2 separate regions of the Capra hircus genome follow, and region 2 is linked to region 1. A link is a contact called in public Hi-C data. All regions are on one chromosome and are shown on one strand. Each heading gives the region's core, a stretch centred on a gene start, on an enhancer-like site or on the middle of the called end of the contact. The rest is flanking DNA. Distances are from core to core; before and after follow the strand shown. Region 1 holds the start of STARD10 (PCTP-like protein). Region 2 overlaps ARAP1 (arf-GAP with Rho-GAP domain, ANK repeat and PH domain-containing protein 1).

Region 1 (7,228 bases), core at 3,093-5,592:
CATCTCCAGCTTTCTGTCCCCTGTGCCCCATCCCTCTCCATGGGACCCAGCACAGGTACGAGTCTAGAGGCTCTTGGAGCCAGGAGAGCCCCATGGCACAGATGGAGAAACAGCCCAGAGAGGGCAGGGATGTGCCCACAGTTACACACAGAGCAAAAAAATACTATAACCAGGACTGGACCTCAGCCTCTTCTCCAGCTGGCCTTGCTTGAATAAATGACAGCCCCCTGGTTTCCCAATTCTCTCCTCTACAGCAGCTCTGAGGAAGCCTGGCCTGGGCACTGATAGACCTGCATTCAGGTGCCCAGCAGCCCTCTGCCCTTGGGCCCAGGATCCATGTTCAGCATCAGCCTTTGGGACAAGGCCTGACCTCACAGGAGGCGGTATCTGCCTCCTCTTTGGTGCCCAGAGCACTATGCAAGCCTGGGACCAGGCCAGACCACAGGGAGGGAAAGGGCAGAGGTGGCCTCCAGCAGCTCTGTCCCTTTTTTCTGGCTCCAAATGCTGGGCCAGAGCCACAGTGACTTCCAGGAACCTCTGGACACAGGGGTAGGGAGAAGATAAGTCTGGGGGAAGGGGGGTGAGGTAGAGGAAATCAATCAGGTAGGCAGCTAGGTGGCTCCTCCCCCACCCTAGATTCACGTGCACAGGGCATGTCCAACGGGCAGCTGGCTTTCCCAGCTCAGGGGGCAGACCAAGAACCGGCTGTGGGGAGCAGGGAGCTCAACAAATACCTGTGGTTGAGTCCCAGTCTCCTGGAGTGACGCTGGGAACTCTGGCTTCAGACCTGCTGTGTGACCTTGGCAAGCCACTCCCCTTTCTGGGACTCAGCTTTTTCATTTATCAACAGGAATGGGATGATGAGAACACCGTGTCCTTCAGAGTTACTGATGGGGTCAAATGCCAAAATGTTGACAAGATGTGAGCCCAAGTGGAGAGAGGCAGGGGCTCTGGAGCCAGGCTGACCTGGGTTCCACTCCTGCCTCAGCTACTGTGTGACCTCAGGCAAGTGACCTCACCTCTCTCAGCCTCAGTTTCTTTGTAGCTTGGAGATAAGCCTACTACTGCCCCAGACTGGTCTGAAGGTCAATCAGGCAATGGAGACAAATGCTCGACTCAGAGCAGGGGTTCTTATCAGAAACGGGATTCCTGGAGTCTTGGGGATGGGGGAGCTCGGAGACCTCTGCCTGTCCCCCAGAGCTCCACGTGGCTATGCTGAGGGGATCTGAGATCTCAGGATCACCTCCCTTCCCTGAGCCAAGGCTCAGCACCCTCCTTAGGCCCCAGCTCTGCTCACCTCATGGCCCCAGCCCCCTTCACTGTGGGGAGCACAAAAGAGACCACTAGGCTGGGAGGCTAGAGATCTGGGTTCCAAGCCTGGCTTGGCTGGGGCTTGGCTGTGTGAGCCTGGGCTAGCCCCTGCTCCTCTCTGGACTTGCACTCCAGTAAGGAGTGAATTTGAAAAGGGGATTGCAAAGGCACCTCCAACCTCTGCTGCTCAGTCTGAGAGGGAAGGAAGGCCAGGTGTACGCCCTAACTACAAGCCCACAATACCCCAGTTTTCCCAGTCCCCTCTACTCTCAAGGAAGAACACCTGACAAATCTGATATGGCCACAAGGGGTCTATTGTGGAGGTCTGGCTCCCAGACTCACCAATTCCAGTCCTGGACTGGGCTGGGTTTATTCATTAACCAAGCCAGATGGAGGAGGCAGCTCCACTCTGTTGACACAGAGGGTGGGAGTCCCCGGCTCAGTTCAGACTTTCCCCTACCCTTCCTTCTGGAGAGCCAGCTTGATGGGGAGATTATGCTTCCCTACCCCTTGGCACAGGCCAGCCTGAGCCTTTCCCAGGTTACAGGCAGGAAAACAACCTTTTTCTCACAACAACTTTGCTCACTTTATATTCAATGTGTTCCTTCATTCGTTCGTTCCTTCCATCCTTCATTCAACCAACATCCCTGCTGGGCCTGTGTTGGAGGCTGAGGATGCAAAGGATAGGACGTGTCCCTGTCCCTGGAGAGCACTAAGCTGGAACATGCCAGTGGCCCTGCCCTTCCCCACTCCTCAGGCTTAGGCACAGGTCCAGCTCTGGGGAAGCCCCCGGCCCAGAGTCCTCAGGCCCGGGTAGAGAGTTCCAGAAAGGGAAAAAAGGAGACAGACATGGGAACTGGGAAAGAAAAAGACAGTCAGATAGCCAGGGTGCAGACAGAGAGTCAAGAAGGGAGCAGGGAAGGCAGAACGGGTGAGCCAGGTGCCTACATGAGGACAGATAGACGAAGCTCTAAATGACTAAGACAAAGTGAGACAGAAAGGCACAGGTCAGCAGGGAAGGTCAGACATCTCTGGCCCTATTATGAGGCCCTGATGCCAGAGCTAAATCCGAATCCAAGGGCAGGTCCCAGGCAGGAGGGGCTGGAGTGGGGGAGGGCGGGCGCGCTCTCCAAGTCCACTGCCCTGCTCCCACCTCTGCCGGCTTCCACCACAGGAATACACTTCTCCACGTGTTTGAGAGAGTGGGAAGGCTGAGGCAAGAGAGAGGGGAGGGCACAGTCTACTGCCAGGAGCCGCGGAAGGGAGATCTGCCACCTTGAAAAGTGGCACTCACAGCAATGCCAGATGTGTTGTGTTGGAGGCAGTCACTGAGGCCTCTCATCAGAGTCTTTACTAGCCTATTCCCCATCTAGTCCCCAGGGGAGGTGGACTCACAGGGTCCCAAACCCCAAGCCGGCCCTCTTTTGACAAACAGAAGAAAATCATGGGGTTGTGAGGAGTGGAGTGCATGGCTGTGAGAGAGGCCAACTATGCCTGCATATTCCCTGCCTCTGCTGGCCTACACCCTGGTCCCTCCTTTCCCAGCCTGCCGGCCCAGCCTGGCCCTGTGTGAGGCAGGGACATCTAAGCCCCGCTTTCAGGATCTGCCACCCAGGATCCTGAGTCCCTGCAGGAGAGACTCAGGGGACAGCCAGGAGGGAAGAGGGAAGAGCAGAGCATCTGGCAGGAAGAAGCGCAGAGAGTGCGGAATGAGACCCAGCTCAGGCTGAGAGAATCAGGAATTCGGGACTGAAAGGCTCAGTCTCCCACCTGAGATGACTCAAGTCAGGACCTGATAAAGGCTTCAAGGGCAGAGGGCTCCTTGAGGAAGGCCACTCTCCTAGGTGGGCTTGGCAGTGGTCCACCTTCCTGAGCAGGCAGGGGCTGAGTGAGTCACACCCCCTGTCTCCCAGCAAACTGTGCCTCCTGGGTCCTCGCAGGAGACTCTGAGGTGCACAGCCAGGTGTCTGTACCCCTGCTGGAGGACAGGGAGACTCCCAGTCAGAGGGAGTCAGGGCGCAGTGTCGGCTGCACCTGCTGCGGGGCCACCCTACCTTGATCTTGTGCAGGGTACGATCCATCTCCACAGCCTGCACCCACACAGACACACCAGCTTTGCTGTAGGTCAGGTTCCAGCCCGCCTCGGCCTCACACTCTGACCGGAAGCTGCGGAAGTCCTGGTCGTCGGGCACCTGGACGCTGTCGCGGCCCAGGACTGGCCGAGGCCCCGGGGGCTCTGGGGAGGCAGCTGACTGCTCCATGGGGAGGCCCAGGGCCCTGGTCCTGGTCCGGCTCTCCTGGGTCCTCCGCGGAGGCTCCGACAACGTCGACGCGGCTGCAGATGCTGACGCCACCTTCCAGGGACCTGCAAGACCGGTTTGGAAACAGGAGTCAGAACGCTGCCGGCGCGCGTGCGGCTGTCCGGGGTCCTGGCAGGTAGCGAGTTCGAGAGAGGCAGAGGCTGGCCCCCTGGCCAGAGCGTACCGCCGCCACTGGGCAGTACGCCCCTCTCTCTCTCCGCAAAAGCGCGACCTCAGACCGCCGGGGGTGGGAGCCGTACTGGGGGCTGCGTATCGGGGTGCGGGGGAAGCCCGTCGGGACCCAGGGGAGGCCGGGACCCGAGGTGACGGACGGTCCGGTGGGGTCCGCGCAGCGCCGGCCGGACTGGCTCAACTAACTCGCCAGCGGCGCCGGCGCGGGAAGCGCGCTGGGCCGGTGGCGGGGGGGGGGGGGGGCGGGGGGGGGCGCCCGCGGGGCCGGCAGGCTCACCTGTGCCCGCTACTCGCCGGGGGCCGGCCGGGGCCGGGGGTGCGAGCGCCTCTGCCGCCACCGCCGCCGCCGCTGCCCGGGCGACCGGGGCCGCGCGGGGGTTCTGGGGGGAGGAGCAGCGGGTCCCGCCGCCCGGCCCCGCCCCGCTTCCCCCGGCCCCGCGCGCACCACCCGCCCCCCACCCCACCTTCCTCCCTCCCCAGGGGCTAGGCTGGGGGCTTCGGGGGCTCCGCTCGCCTGCGCTTGGTATTTTCCAGGCTGCGGAGGTACAGCTGACGGGGCTTGGAGCCCCGCCCCGCCCCGCCCAGCCGGGTCCTAGCGCCCGCCCCCATCGCCCCCGAAGAGGACCTGGCCGGACCAGTCCTCAGGCAGGGGTTGAGGAGGGTCCAAGATAGATAGGGCTCTGAGAGGAAGAGCGAGGAGGTGCTAGAAGAGGGATTCTGGAAGTTAATTGTGAACCCTTTATCTCCAACACCTTCCCACACTCACAGGTACACACCTCTGCAACAGCCTACTTAAGATACACAAGCAGCTGTCCCTAGAACCACCCAGAGACATCCCCACACCACACCCCTCAGAGCCAAAGATGGGCACACTCCCACCACAATCAAGAGCCCACAGCTTGCCTCCCCTACCAACCCCTGGCCTCAAGGTTCACAAGGTGGGTAGACTTGGACAAAATCTCCACTCCCATCGCACTCCCAGCTGGGAGCTTGAATCCTCCTCCAGTCCCGGACTCTGGTCCTTGTCCACCCCCAGTCCTCCTGAGCACCCCTGTACGTATTCACACACCTCCCATGGATTAGACTAGGCTTTCCAGAGCATCTGGCTCCAGAGCTCTGGGGCTCCCTGGCCCTCCCCAGGCAGAGCTGGCCAGAGCTCCACAGCCACAGGGGAGATATGTCCACCAGCACTCCAGCCACCCCTTCCAGCCAGAGAGACTGCTACCTGCCCCCTGGGTCCTAGTGCTAGCTCTGTCTCCAGCTGCTCTGTGTTAACTGAGGCCAATAGCTCAATTTTTCTGAGGCCAGGCCAATGTGAGTGTGGCAACAGGCTCAAGGCTGAGCATTCACTACCCTAGTGACTAGGGAGGGCTCATGGTGAGCTCCCTTGGATGGGCAGCTAATAGGGCACAAGTGCCCCATCACTTGCCCAGTGTCATCAGTGAGTACATGGCCATCCTGCCAAGATCCCAGATCTCAGCCTCCTCCCACCCCAGGGTTCCTTCCTTGGCTCTGGCTGCCCCAACTCTCTGGGCCTGAGTTTCCTATCTGTAGAATGTGAGCATCAGAATGTATAACCTCCTAGCCTCACCATCCTTGAGTTCCAGGATGGAATAGCTTTTCTTAAAGGTGCTAGAGAAAGATGAGGAGTTGTCATGGTGGATTCACAAATAGAGGTGTTTCTTACTCAAGTGCTTAGGGCTCTGAGACGTTCGTGAATCAGGCCCAATTTTAAAAGTCGAGGGGGTGAGGAGGCAAGTGTGATGGCAAGTCACCCCAAGGGGCATTCTGCAAAGTAAGTCTTGTAAAATGAGTTGCAGGTCCCCACGTGATCTTGGATCTCCAGTGTGAGCAGCACAGTCAGATAATCATCCTTGGCCCTTCTAACCCACATTCTTTAAGCGTGTGGTAGTGGGTGGCCTGGGGGTGGGGTGCGTGAGGGTGGGCTTTGGGTTCAGGAGGCCAGGGCTCTGGCTCTCTGCTATATACATCCTCTGCCTTCACCCCAGCCGTAGGCAGTTCACTGCCCCTCCCCCGGCTTCAGTCGTTTTATCTGACAGCCTCATACCCAGGCTGATGAGAGACTCAAAAGAGGGGTATACAGAGCCTGCTTTGTGAACTGTAGCCTCTGGGATCTGCCATGAGGAAAAGGGAGAGAAGCACTGGCCTGGTGGCTTCTGCCTTTTTAGGGCCCCAGTGACACACGTCAGCTGACAGCAGGCACCAGGACTGTACACCTCTCATCCCCATCGCCTAGTACTGGGAGGAAGAGATAAGGCTGAAGTGACAGCAGGAGATAGCAGCGAGGACAGGCTCCCAGGACTCCTCCACCCCTGAGAGCACTGCCAGTCTGAGACACACAAATTCAGGGAAGTAGTGATGGCAGAAATCAAACCAGCACTCAAATCCAAATAGAGATTAACCAAGAATGAATCTTCTGGGTCTTGGGTCAAAAAAGGTGGGTGACCTGGTACCCCTGGGCTCAGGTGGCCATGCTCTGGGCTCAACCCTGCCTGGAGGTTGCCAGGCTGGCTGGAGCATAAATCCTCATTCATCAACAATTTGCCCTTGCAGGCCCTCCTAGTCCCCCAGGAATTTAGGTATCTCTGGCTCAAGGGTTCATAACAACCGCCCAAACATGCCTGGATCAAAGCAGATTCATATCCTGTCTCAAACACCCCTGAGCAGCAGAGAGAAGGCTGGGAGGGCTGGGATGTGTGACCTGGGGGAGGAGCCTGGAGAGGAGTCCTAGGATTTGGTGATCCCTGCTTCCCACAGCCTGGAAGTGCAAAGTGGACCTGGGTTCAAATTCTGTTGATACCATTTCCTAAATGTGTGACCAAGAGCAGGTGACATGTCCTGTCTGAGTTTCAATTTCTTCATCTAGAATAATAATACCTACTCTCTGAGAATTACTGCAAGGAAAAGAGTTGTATACATGTCAGTTTCATGCCCAAATAACTAAAAATATAAACTGGAAGGGGAAAGGTAGGGAGGAATAAATACACTGTTCAAACATGGCATATTTCCTACAAAAAGTGTTAAGGAAATACCTTGGTAGGATGGTTGTTAAGGTTCTCATGAACGAGTAAACAGTGGAAAAGGTTGGTGAAGCGCGACCCTGTGTGTCCCTTGCAGCCCCTGTCCCAGTCACAGGGCTCAACAGAAAGTGGACTGGGTGGAGGTGCCCTTCCGGACCCCAGCCCCAGGATGGGGACAACACCAAGCAGGACTCAGAGTTGGGGTGGAAGGCAGGAGTGTGTATGAGAAAGAGACAGTGCTTAGCAGGCTGAGAGGCATCACAAGAATGCAAGGAATCGTGACCCAGGGCACTGAGCAAGTGCGGGTTTTACACGCGCTCCTCACAGAGAGAGAAGCTGAGGTGTGGGAGGAATAGCGACGCCCCTGAATCAAAGTAAGACAGA
Region 2 (7,390 bases), core at 4,201-6,700, 55 kb before region 1:
GGCTACCCACCCCAAGTCCCATGCTGCATTACAGCACTCACCAAACTCCGGGGGCAGGCGGGGGGGCTTCGGAGGGACCTCTGGGGCACTGCAAGGTGCAGACAGGGGCTGAGGAGGCCCCCTGGGGAAAGTGGCCGGAGGCTCCACAGGCTCTGGTTGGGGAGGGGGCGGTGATGGTGGTGATAGTAACTTCTCTTCTTTGGAGGGAAGGCTGGGAACAGACCAAAAGTTGGGCATCAACCTCAGTGTGGCTGAGTCACTGAGTCTGCAACACTGCAACAGGGCCAGGACTCAAACTCATTGAGCCCCAAGCTCCCCTGAGCTGCAGCACAACTCATTCATTCCACACACTCAGAGATAAGCCCGCCTTGCCTCACTCCCCTGCCCACCCCCTCCAGGCTCCCCAAAGCAGGTGCCTTCCTTGGCTTCATGAGCTAGCCCTGCACTGCTGGGCAGGGTCAACTGGCCCCAAAGTGCTAATCTTTAGCCACACGTACCCACTGGGTCTCCACTCTAAAACAGGGCTGAAGACCAGAACGGGGTGGGAGGCAGTTTGCTTCCCAGCCTAGGGAACCAGGGAAGGTTGGACCTGAGCTTTTAAGAAGAAGGCATTTGTCTGAGAATGGACGAGACAAGACTGAAATGGGCATCGAGGCCAAGGGCACAGACCAGAGCCTCAGAAACCAAGTCCTGAGGCAACAAGTCATGGATCTCTGGCTCATAACCACCTTCTTTATTGTCTTGGATATTCACCATCCTCTCAGTGCCCTCAGACCTCTCAAATCATCTGAACCCACCACACTCCCTGCTTTTCATCTCTGCTACCCCTGCCCCAGGAAGCCCTCCAGACTCCAAGGCCTGGGCTCCCAGAGCCACTAGACTCCTGTCTGTCTGTCTGTCTCAGCACAGATCACACTGCTCCCTGCAGGCTGAGGGTCTCCAAAGGGCTTCAGCATCAGAGACATGGGTTTGAGCCTTGCCTTGGTTTCAGTTCCTGTGTGCCCTGAGGCAAGCACCTAGCCTTTCTGAGCCTCAGTTTCTTCTTTGGTGAACTGAGAACTACCAATCCATTGTGGCAGGGTGGCTGGAGGATTAAACAAGACGTGGCGTATCACAGGCCAACACACAGGAGGCAGAGACCACCAGCCGGATCAGGTGCCTGAGCCCTGGAAGCCTGGCACCAACTGCCATCTCTGCCAGGGTCCAGCAGGGACTGAGAAGGAGCACCCGAGCGGTGGGCCACTTTCCCCACCGCTGACCTCAGCCTCTTTACTGCCCAGTGTCCCTGGCAGTGGCTAAGAGTGTGTGACCACCAAGAAAGCAAGGAAGGGCTCGGCATGAACACGATGCCAGGCCTTGGCTCCTGCTCTTGCTTCCTCCAGGAATACCTTGCTCCCTGGTTTCTGATCAGAGATCTCAGTTCAGTTCAGTTGCTCAGTTATGTCCAACTTTTTGAGACTCCATGGACTGCAGCATGCCAGGCCTCCCTATCCATCACCAACTCCCAGAGTTTACTCAAACTCATGTCCATTGAGTCGGTGATGCCATCCAACCATCTCATCCTCTGTCGTCCCCTTCTCCTCCGGCCTTCAATCTTTCTCAGCATCAGGGTCTTTTCAAATGAGTCAGTTCTTCACATCAGGTGTCCAAAGTACTGGAGTTTCAGCTTTAGCATCAGTCCTTTCAATGAATATTCAGGACTAATTTCCTTTAGGATGGACTGGTTTGATCTTTCAGTCCAAGCAGCAGTCCAAGGGGCTCTCAAGAGTCTTATTCAACACCACAGTTCAAAAGCATCAATTCTTTGGCGCTCAGCTTTCTTTATAGTCCAACTCTCACATCCATACATGACTACTGGAAAAACCACAGCTTTGACTAGATGGACCTTTGTTGGCAAAGTAATGTCTCTGCTTTTTAACATGCTGTCTAGGTTGGTCATAACTTTTCTTCCAAGGAGTGTCTTTTTAATTTCATGGCTGCAGTCACCATCAGTAGTGATTTTGGAGCCCCCCCCCCAAAAAAGTCTGTCACTGTTTCCCCATCTATTTGCCATGAAGTGATGGGACCAGATGCCATGATCTGCATTTCCTGAACGTTGAGTTTTAAGCCAACTTTTCCACTCTCCTCTTTCACTTTCATAAAGAGGCTTTTCAGTTCTTCCTCACTTTCTGCTATAAGGGTGGTGTCATCTGCACAAGGTTATTGATATTTCTCTCGGCAATCTTGATTCCAGCTTGTGCTTCATCCAGCCCAGTGTTTCTCATGATGTACTCTACATATAAGTTAAATAAGCAGGGTGACAATATACAGCTTGATGTACTCCTTTCCCAATTTGGAACCAGTCTGTTGTTCCATGTCTAGTTCTAACTGTTGCTTCCTGACCTGCATACAGATTTCTCAGGAGGCAGGTCAGGTAGTCTGGTTTTCCCATCTCTTGAAGAATTTTCCACAGTTTGTTGTGATTCACACCATCAAAGGCTTTGGCATAGTCAACAAAGCAGAAATAGATATTTTTCTGGACCTCTCTTGCTTTTTCAATGATCCAACAGACGTTGGCAATTTGATCTCTGGTTTCTCTGTCTTTTCCAAATCCAGCTTGGAAGTTCATGGTTCACGTACTGTTGAAGTCTGCCCTGGAGAATTTTGAGCACTACTTTACTAACAAGTGAGATAAGTGCAATTGTGCGGTAGTTTGAGCATTCTTTGGCATTGACTGTCTTTGGGATTGGAATGAAAGCTGACCTTTTCTAGTTCTGTGGCCATTGCTAACTCTTCCAAATTTGCTGGCATATTGAGTGCAGCAGTTTCACAGCATCATCTTTTAAGATTTGAAGTAGCTCAACTGGAATCCCATCACCTCCACTAGCTTTGTTCGTAGTGATGCTTCCTAAGGCCCATTTGACTTTGCATTCCAGGATGTCTGGCTCCAGGTAAGTGATCATACCATCGTGATTATCTGGGTCATGAAGACCTTTTTTGTATAGTTCTTCTGTGTATTCTTGCCACCTCTTCTTAATATCTTCTTCTTCTGTTAGGTCCATATCATTTCTGTCCTTTATTGTGCCCATCTTTGCATGCAATGTTCCCTTGGTATCTCTAATTTTCTTGAAGAGATCTCTAGTCTTTTCCATTCTATTGTTTCCTCTATTTCTTTGCACTGAGATCTACTCATCCTTTAACTTCTCACTCAATGCCCCTTCTCTCAAAGTCTTTCCTGACCCCTCCTTCCTGCTCCCCTAGGCCCTGCCCATGTTATCCTCTGTGATGAGCTTTTAGGTGAATTATTCCAAGTAACCCGATTTTTAGTAACGCCTTCCTTTGTGCCAGGTACTGTGCTAGCATCTAAGCCAGACCTGAACCCTGATGCCACAGTCTGGATGCTTCTTAGGACACGTAGTGGCTACTTCTAGATCACCCTGAACTCTATCTTCTTTTTCTCCATAGGTAAAGAATGGACAAAATTCTTTCTCCCTAGAAACCTGATGAAGGTGGTATGTCAGCCACGCTCCCAGGCAACACTACCTTTAGTGGCTTGAGTGTGGAACTGCACCTGGACTGGGAGAAATTGTAAGTGATCTCTTGACCTGGGGGAGAAGCTGGAGCTCTGGGCTTCCCAGAGTGTGGAAGCTTGTTACTGGGCACAGCCTGTGCAAAGGACCTGAAGCCACACCTGCTAGGTTGTTAGAAGACATATTGGCTCCTTGGAGCAAGAGGTCTCCAAGCCAGGGTGGCTCCCACACTTGTCCACTGTGAGTCTTGTCCCCCACCCCCAAGCTGCCCCCTGGAGGACCACAGAGAATGGCCCCCAGACAGCTATGTGGACGGCGGCAGTGACTGCCAGGAGCACCCTCCAGCAGAGGAAGACCCACCGCTGTCCTGGTGGCCAGCTCTTCCCTCTCTCTATGCTTCTCAGAGAATCTGATGCCAAGTGGGCCTAGGGTGGGAGTTTAGCTGGACCTGCGAAGACTCCCCCTACAATGAGCACTGTACTAGGCTGTCTCCCCAACATGACCCTGAATCTCTTTAGGGCAAGGGCAGCCTTGATCTTGACTCTTTATCCCCACAGCCCACCTAGTACAGGGCCTGGCTGAGATAGCAACAAGAGCATGTTGGCTGGGTGGGTGGGTGGATAGGTAGGTGGACAGGTTAGCCAATAGGGTCAAGAGGGAAGCAAATAAAAGGCAGGCCCGAGGGCATGACCTGTGGTGTCAGCTCCCAGCTGGTCAAGTCTAAAGTCCAAAGCAAACTATCACACATAGTCTCCCAGACTCCAATAGGAAGGGGCCCTTGGAGGCCCAGCCTGTGATCAGCTGAGAGGAGAGCTCTAGGATGTTGGATCAGGACCAATCAGACGTGCTCAGAGCAGGGGGGACAGCCTCTGCCCTTCCAATGCCAAGCAGGGCTGTGTCGGCCTGGCTCCCTGCCTCCCCCAGGACTCAGAGCCAGCACTGAGGCAAAGCTGATGGCAACAGAGCATCCTCAGAACCCAGGCAGCATCAGTCCTCTCATCTCTGGCCCCCAGTCCTCCCCCACCACCGTCCTGATCATCTGTGAGGGACCTGCCCTTCCTGAGGCCTGGCTCCCCAGCACGTGGGTTCCCTAAGACAATTGCCATATCCTCCTTCTTCACTACTGTATGCCCAGCACTCAGCAGGGATTAATAAATGAAGACCTGGATTACTTAATTTTTATTAAGTATGTGTGTGTGTATGCATACTTTCCCAGGAGCTTTAAGTGGATTCACTCATTTACTCATCACAAGGGTTCCCTAAGGCAGGGCTTCTTGCTATCCCCACTTTACAGATGAGGAATTGAGACATGGAGACAGGAAGTAATTTGTTCTTGGTCCCACAACTAGGATGTTCACCCAGGAAGTACAGCACCACAGCTGCAAACTCAACCATCAGGGGCAAATGAGGCCATAGCCGGGATCCCAGGGCTTCTCTGAGATCCGCCTCCTCACACTGGCTACAACTCAGGATCCAGACAGCTCTGAGTTGATGTTCCATCCAAAAGGAAATGTGATCACATTTCTGATGGCCCTGTTACCATAGTGATAAGGGAGACAGGAACAGATGCTAAGGGCTCCTTTCCCAGCAAAGTCTTTGCAGGAAAAGGGTTATATGCCAAGAAAGCGGAGCAAGGGGACCCCACGGGCCTCCCAATCTCATTCTAGACGTCTCTTCCAGGAAGCCTCCTAGCTGATCCCTCTCCCCGCCTACCACGGGGGACCAGGGCCATGCTGAGTCAGGGCCAAGCCCAGGAAAGGAGAAGTGGTATCAGGAAGGCACAGATGTGGGAAATTCTGGGGGACGGGGCAGTGCCCACAGAGTGCCCGAAAACTAGCCAGAGTCCTGACCACTTGGTGCCTGCACCCCTTAGAGCAGCCCCAGCTCCAATCTGTAGCTGAAGCCCAGCTGGGGTGCTCCCACTGACCCCTGGCCCTACAAGACCGGAAGATCAGTCCCAGGCCTGGGCATGGACTCAGCAGCCCTGCTCACACCACTTCTTCCTGCCTACACCTCCTGGCCCTCTCCCTACATCTCAGCTTGTGGAAAGCCTGTCTGTGCCTTTGAACACGGCTCAATAGTCCTCCTCTGGGCAGCCTCCGCGACGCCCATGCAAAGCTGCTCTCCGCCTGCCCCTCATTCCTGACCCCTCTGCTCCTTCAGCCCCTTTCTTCTCTATCTAAGTGGCATATGGACCCATCTGCTCTCCACCTTATGCCCAAAGCAAGGCTAGGCACTCTAGGGCAGGGGGCACCCCAGCCTGGGCCCTTAGCCTAAGGAGGTTTGTTTTACTGGGTTACAGCAAATACATACAGCCAACCTTACATATCTATAGATTAGGGGACATGTGAGGGTCCCAAGCCAGAATGGGTAAGAACAGAGGAGTAGGGTGACCATGTAATTAATCATATAAACGATAACATTTCCAAGAGTTAAAAGAGGCACTTTTTTTTTTTTCGCAGCATGTGGGATCTTAGTTCCCTGACCAGGGATCAAACCCATGCCCCCTGCATTGTGAACAAGTGTAGAATCTCACCCACTGGACCACCAGAAAGTCCCAAAAGAGGCACTATTAACAACTATGTCAGGTCACAGGTGCAAGTGGGCTTATCCTGGGCGAAATGAGACATGTCGTCACTGTAGGTAAGAGACGCAGCTTGGCAGCCAGGCAGCCCTGGACCTCCAATCCAGCTGAACCACTGATCGGTCTGTGTCCTTCCAAAGCATATCACTTCACCTCCAAGCCTCAAGTTCCCCTCTGATCTGCTTCCCGGCTCGCTGACAACCAGTAGAGAGCCACGGTCACAAGTTGTCAACACAATTTTCTCACCCTGGCTGTGGCTGGGTGAGGCCACAGGGCCACTCTGCAGGAGGCCCAGGCTGCACAGGCTGAACCAGGAACCTGCTTCATGGCCCCTCCTCCAGGGTGGCCCCTGGATCTCAGTCACCCCAGAGGCAGAGGGGCCGGGATACAGGACGGGGCAGTCTGAATATCTCAGGCTGGCCTGGAACTCATCCCCCACTCACACTCCAGCCATCCTGAGCTGAGCTGCTTTCCATAAATGCGGACTTGCAGGCTTTTGTCCATACTGTTCCTTCCACCAGGAACACAGCTCCCTGCCCGGCCACCTGCTACTTTTCCTTCCAAAGGTGCAAGTCATACATCCTTCTTCTCCACTTTGTGCCTCCCTTAGTACCCCTGGCTGGGTTGGGGTCTCTTTGACGCTTCTCTAGCCTTCAGGCTTCTGAGCACTCAGTATAGTTGTATCTTTCATTGTCTGCTTCACTGTACTGACCTCAGAGGACCAAGGACCCGGGTCTACACTCCGTCCTGAGTCAGGATCTTCTCCCTAAAGGGTCACACAGGCCTTGGAGGGACCCAGCCCAAACCAGCCCCTGGACTTGCACCAGCAGGGCCAAGAGGTGGGGTCAGACCATGATTTGGACACATTGGCCTCCTCTCCTGACCTCCTCTACCCACGAGGGCAGCCTTTCCCAACTCCCCACTTCCTTGTCCTCCTTGGGGCCCATGCCTCAGCCCTATGCTTCCTTCTTCCTCCATGGCTGCCCTTATCCTTCCTTCTCCATCATGAGGCCCAAAGCTCAGCTCCTCTAGCACTTTCCGGGTTCTGTTCTATTTACTTCTGCCCAAGCCACAGTGGAGAAAGCCCTTCCCAGGGTATCACTCCTTAGACATGATGTCTGCTGGACGCCTCTCAGCTTTTGCATAAGCTGTGAATCCTCTCAGGCCAAGCCCTCTCCATGCCACAGCATCACCCAACACAGAGGGGGCTTTGGTGACTGCATTTTGAGTGAATGAATGACCATCACCCCACTCACATACTGAATACTGGAGGTCAGCATCTCTCCATCCCTCCATA

The links. Hi-C and Micro-C count contacts between places; a contact is called where the count stands out from the background.
Region 2: a Hi-C map of blood shows a contact between it and region 1, with 2.6 times the contacts expected there. The contact joins the enhancer-like site here to the promoter of STARD10 in region 1.

What each region holds. Positions count from the first base shown.
Region 1 is chr15:30,688,610-30,695,837 of ARS1.2, reverse strand. It overlaps STARD10 (PCTP-like protein), which reads right to left and starts at 4,342. Exons shown (of 7, transcript XM_018059390.1): 1 at 4,318-4,342; 2 at 3,366-3,676. The coding sequence starts at 3,572. It overlaps LOC108637666 (a long non-coding RNA gene), which reads left to right and starts at 3,670. Exons shown (of 3, transcript XR_001919221.1): 1 at 3,670-3,747.
Region 2 is chr15:30,744,876-30,752,265 of ARS1.2, reverse strand. ARAP1 (arf-GAP with Rho-GAP domain, ANK repeat and PH domain-containing protein 1) reads right to left here. Exons shown (of 34, transcript XM_018059394.1): 4 at 42-211. Among named protein-coding and RNA genes, the nearest start is that of ARAP1, 32 kb to the right of the region's middle. Within about 2 kb of position 5,450, at least 2 of the 5 cell types and tissues checked have an H3K27ac peak or open chromatin away from gene starts, as enhancers often do.